Regions from separate parts of the Gossypium hirsutum genome. Here region 2 is linked to region 1. Evidence: chromatin contacts called from public Hi-C data. All regions are on one chromosome and are shown on one strand. Each heading gives the region's core, a stretch centred on a gene start, on an enhancer-like site or on the middle of the called end of the contact. The rest is flanking DNA. Distances are from core to core; before and after follow the strand shown. Region 1 overlaps LOC107948637 (norbelladine synthase). Region 2 holds the start of LOC107948634 (probable E3 ubiquitin-protein ligase HERC3).

Region 1 (2,750 bases), core at 19-2,518:
AGTTCTTCTGAACTTATAAAAATTTACTGCGTGGGTGCAGGGTAGATAAAGACCATATATCCAAAGGATGGGCCAAACCGGACCCCACTAGTGTTAGAGTAGGGCAAAGAGGTTGTTTCATGTATATAGAAAGGCACTATTAGAGGCCATGCCTCAGGGGATTAGTTGGATAAACTTATCTTATAACCTCATCGCAAAGTTGTAAACATCTGTTAGGAAATTTTGTAAAGACTTAAAACACATATGATAAAGTATATATTAGAAGTCAAACTTTTAAATTTGATACTGTTGAAGTGTGAAAATTTTATAAGATTTGAAACGTTGTTAAGTTATTCGGGTTAATATAACACCTAGTATTCGAACTGGTCAATCGGGTCAGGTATAGGGTGTTACAAATTTAGTGGTATTAGAGTTTTGGTTTAGTCAATCATTTGGAAATAGGAAGTTACGTGAATGCCTCTATATAAATGTTAGGTTAGGTCTAATTAGTTCCTCAGGTTAGTATAAAATTCAAGTGAATTATTAAAAATTGAGACAATTGTGAGAGATGATATAAACCGGAATCAGGCATGCAAAAAAAATGTGGAAGAAAATGTCACATCCTATATTTTATGATTGTTGGCGCAAGAATCAGAATAGGGAAGGAAGTGGTCTAGTGGTTTAATACTTCTTAGCTATCCTAGTGGTCCTAAGTTCAAGTCCCTTTGTTCACACATTTTCATTTATTTATTTTTACATTTTTCCATGTGTTTATTAAGCTTGTCGCCCACCCTATGGCTTCCATGATTAGGAGGAAGGATTGGGCCAATTCATCAGAGACTCCATAAGGCCATGCTTTATTGGCAGACTTTACTATTTCGGGGTCCGCACCCAATGCTAAATCTGTTGATTTATAGCCATTAGGGCTTTGCTCTTTTAGACAGTAATAAAAAACATTCCCTACTGTTAAGAGTTTGTCCAATTTTAGGGGATGCCCCATCCTTAAGCGATTGTATTATAACCTGGAGAGGTTGAAAAAGATTGGTTTTCACTGAAGAAAAAAAGTCTCATGAGGGATAGACCACCTACTGGGAAAGCCAAAACTATTATCGAGCTTTTTCCTCACCGTATGAACTTTTGGCAGTCTGAGTGGAAACTCGAAGAGGAACTTTGAATTATAGATTCGTGACTCTCAAAAGTGTAGAAGTGGACCATTCTAGCTGAGATCCCTTAGGGAATAACCTCTAATTGGTAAAAGTGCTGAAATACGCCAAGGAATAGTGGCTCCCAGTGTTTGCTCTAGTCAAAGAAGTAAGCCACCAGAGTCGACCAAGTACCAGTAAGTTGCCTAGCTACAATCCCGCGGTCCTTCAAAAAAGTAAAAAATAATAGATGTAAAAGGAGGCTAAACACATTGCGGCAGTCACTCAACCGTAATTCTCCTTCCACCACTTCAAAATTGTAAGCAAAATTGGGCAATTTGATTCCTTTGACTGATAAATGTTTGAACATATCCTCGTGAGTAGTCGTACATTTGAAATATGTTGACTTTATGGACGTTCCAGTTCTGTAACTGGATGGCCTAAGCTAATTTGCTAAAAAAGGCTTATGGCTACCTTAACCCCTCTGATCCCAACCATTGTAGTCCATTCTCCTCCCTTCTGATGATGGCCTAATTTTGGGCATGTCGAGATTGCAGTATAATATGGAGAAGAGGTAATGGGGTGAAGAAAAGATTACCTGGAAGATGGGAAATCTTGTTAGAATGATAGACCCTAGAGAGGGGAAACTTGGGAAGAAGAGAGGGAGGGAAAAGGAAAAATAGTTGAAACTTTTTTAAGAAAACTAAATCGGCAAGAAATTTTTTTGAAGGAAACCTAATATTTGAAGAAAAAAATTACCTTATCCTTATGACTTGATTTTAAATATCCAAATGTCTGTGAGAAGTTAGGTTCCAAGTTACCAGAGATGGTTCAAGTCTCCCAATCGGTGTTTGACACACATTGACCTCGGGTAGGGTTTTCATAAATAGCGATAACCAAAAAGAGTAGAAATGTTCGCTAGAACTGGTTGTCTACCGAATGTCTTCCATATAATTCATGTTGATTTAGGAACCACCCACCAGCTTCGTGGTGAAGTCAATGATTCGCTAGGATTGACACAGGACCATACTTATGTAGCTGATTGCCTTTTATGAATGAGATCAAACCTGTCGTGTGGACTAAACAGTTTCATAAAGAATTTGTAAGTGAAAGGTCGGCACTAAAGCATTCAGGAAAAATAAAGGTGTCCACAACTATGTTATGAAGAAGATTAAGTAAAGTAGTTGGAGTCTGCCTCTAAGAGTAAGCACGAGAGGAAATTTCGAGGACAAAATTTTCTTTAAGGGTAGAGGAGTTGTCACACCCAGATATCTTGAAGAACCCAAATAGGAAATAAATATAGGGCCAAATTGAAAGTATGGTAAATTGGTGAGCTCAACGAGGAAATTTAGGAAAATTTGTGAATCGTCGAGCAAATAATTGAGTTCTAATTTTGGTTTAGTTAGTTCTTGGTTCCATAGTGGGAGACAAAATGATTAATAATGAATGGTTGAAATGGTTGGCGAAGATTGAGCCAAAGGAGTATATATATAGGTGTGTGTGGAGACAAAATTTTCTCAATTCTGTTTACAAATTTATCTCTCCATAGTATCATCTTCTTTAGTCACTCTGAAGAAGAAGTAGAGAATATAGTTGAAGGAAGCTCTGCATGTCGCAGCAATCGTGTGA
Region 2 (2,786 bases), core at 26-2,525, 160 kb after region 1:
CCCCGGAAATTGCTTTAAACCATCTATGCTAACCATTTAAATCATAATTCTCCATAAAAAACTAAAAACCAGGCATTTTAATATTCAAAAAACTGTAATGTAACTTTAACTTCCTTCAGAACTAGTATTTCTATTATATCCGAACACACCAAAAAGAGCAAACCATAAGAAACCAAACAGAAACTAAATCCCAACTAAATTCTCAGCCATTTCTCAAGTTAACAGGCAAAAGTACAAAAAATTATTAATTCTAAAAGCAAAATGATCAAAATTAATATATTTAAAAAAAAAAAGAAATAGTTACATTGCCTGCAGAGGTTTGGACCATGTCCGACGATTGCTCTACTGATTGCAAAAACCTCAAAAGTCGCTTCCAATTTCCATCACACCGTTCAAAAATGTCCCTTTGACTACTACAACTCATCCCTATATATATCCCATTCGTCATGCACAATTGAAACGCGGCTAAATCAACCAGCGACCTGCATTTCGTGGGATAAACACCGTGACACCCTCCGAATGTTCTCGAAGTCAGCTCCAGCGACACTAGGTCAACGGCACTTAACCGTTTACCGGACGTTAAAATTTCCAAAATTAGATGCGACGGCAGATCGTCAATCGAAAATAGCCTACTCCGATCAGCCATTGAAAATTTTTTGATTTTCTTTTAACTGGAAATGTAACGGATTTAGGGTTTCGATTTCTAAGAAAAAGAAACAAGAGAAAAAGAAAATTTATCAAATTTTGAGGCGAAATCTTAAGCAATTAAAACAAATTATAAAGAAAGCATCGGAAGGAAGGAGAATTGAGAAATTCAATTGCGATTGATGCTTTGATTGGAAACTAATCATCAGATGGGATGGATCGGATCACTAGATCACCGTTGATTTTCGTTGTCAAGAGAATGAGAAATTCAGAATTTTTTTTAAATTAATCTGCAGAAAATGGATTTAAAAAACAGAGGATTACCAGAATTTCAAAAGTTTGAGATTGGATTGAAGAAAGAAACAATTAAAGAAAAAAATAAGTTAAGGAAATCAGTGAAGATCGATCACTACCAAAAGAAGGATTTTTCCTTTCTTGCTTTTTCTTTTTCTTTTTCCACCGAAAAATTGGAAGTGGAAAATTGAGCTGAAAAGTACGTTATTTGTAAAATAATTAAATTTAAAAATGAAAAAGGAGATGTAAAGAAGGCATGAAGGAAAAGATACTGCCAACCAAGGTTTTCCGCATTGAATCTATAGTCCAACAACCATGCATTATCGGTTTTTGGTTTAATCAATCAACTCGATTTATTCGAATTTAATCTTTTATTTTGGATTAATACTTCAATTGATTCTTGGTTCAATTTACTCGATTAGTTAATTCAGTCTAATTTTAAAAATAATAATAACAACTCAAATAAATTTGATTTAGTCGAATTGGGTCACAAATTTAAATCAAATTTATTTAAATCGAGTTGATTTAAAATATTATTTAAATAAAAGTTGAAACTTATATACTTTATATGAGTTTTGTCTCTATATAATTTTTCTTATGTAATGCTTATAATTGGTGGGAAGATTATAAAAATGATTTTATGTTCTTAAATTAGACAAAACGTAGTTGTAAGCCTGTTTCTTAACTTGATACATAAGGGGATGGCATCATTAACTCTAAATTATTAAAGTTTACAAATTTGTTTGATAGAATCAATCCTAAGATAACCATGTGAAGAGAGTCAATAACATCTCAACACGGATGAGAAAGTTTTTCTTTTAGATGACGTGTCGAATGAGGATTGGCTAACTAACGTCAAAAGCGATGCAGCTAGGTATTTGTCTTCTGGTTTACAGCACAAAATCTACGAATCGGAAGCTTTGGTCCGTTTTTTGTGTTTGGTCGTGGATTTCCACTACCTGTCGTTCTACCCTTCTATTTTGTCCGAAGATTGATTGACACGTGAATCCTCAAAACTTGCGACGTGGAAACCACAATTCCATTATTTATAATGTTTTTAATTTTTTTTATGTTGGTTTTATAGTTTGTAGTGAAAGTTTGTGGTTGTCTAATGTGGTTTTTAACGGTTGAAGTAATTGAGGGAGCAAATATAAAATAATTTATGCAAAAGAAATGAGGGATTAAATTGAATAGAAGATAAAATTAGATCGAATGTTTAAAGAAGCAATAATACCAAAGCTTTAAGAAAGCTATCAATTCATTTAATTGTTTCTAATTCACGTATATATAATGAAAAGTTTACGGCATTTTCATCTTAAATTTCATTATTATTATCTTGAAAAAAAATCAAATAAAACATGATATGTTAAAATTTAGAATGAAAATGTTAAAATGACATTAAATTGTTGGAAAGGGATACAACTAATATGGTATCCCAGTTTCATATAATTATTTTTTATTTATACCTTCCCTAAGTCGGCATAATGCAAGTCGGTTTATACATATATTATTGTTTTAATTAATGGATAAGTTTAAATAATGATGGATGATGATAAGTTTGATTTTTTTTCTAGAGACAATGAGAAGGATCAGGAGAGAGAAAAAAAAAGTTAGGTTGTCTCTTGTCACATTAAGAGATGGTAATGAATCCCAAATTGAAAGCCTAATTAATGGTTGATAGTTATATATCATGATTTCCAGCTTAATCTGCATCACTGTGTCATACTAATTCACACGTCTTGCTCCTATAATATAAGCCGTAGTCAAGTGTGCCTTTGGCATACCTCATTATTCGATAAACAACTTCTAAATGAGGTTTTTTTGGCTTCTGCATAAAGTGACTAACT

The links. Hi-C and Micro-C count contacts between places; a contact is called where the count stands out from the background.
Region 2: a contact with region 1 is called in a Hi-C map of leaf, with 1.7 times the contacts expected there. The contact joins the promoter of LOC107948634 here to the enhancer-like site in region 1. A contact is called at or near these places in 3 of 34 Hi-C or Micro-C datasets (anther, leaf and seedling).

What each region holds. Positions count from the first base shown.
Region 1 is chrA04:5,888,558-5,891,307 of Gossypium_hirsutum_v2.1, forward strand. The region is part of intron 2 of LOC107948637 (norbelladine synthase); the gene reads right to left. Among protein-coding and RNA genes, the nearest start is that of LOC107948637, 13 kb to the right of the region's middle. Within about 2 kb of position 1,269, at least 9 of the 9 cell types and tissues checked have an H3K27ac peak or open chromatin away from gene starts, as enhancers often do. A contact at or near this core is called in leaf, where this site is marked.
Region 2 is chrA04:6,045,257-6,048,042 of Gossypium_hirsutum_v2.1, forward strand. It overlaps LOC107948634 (probable E3 ubiquitin-protein ligase HERC3), which reads right to left and starts at 1,276. Exons shown (of 6, transcript XM_016883258.2): 1 at 305-1,276. The coding sequence starts at 646.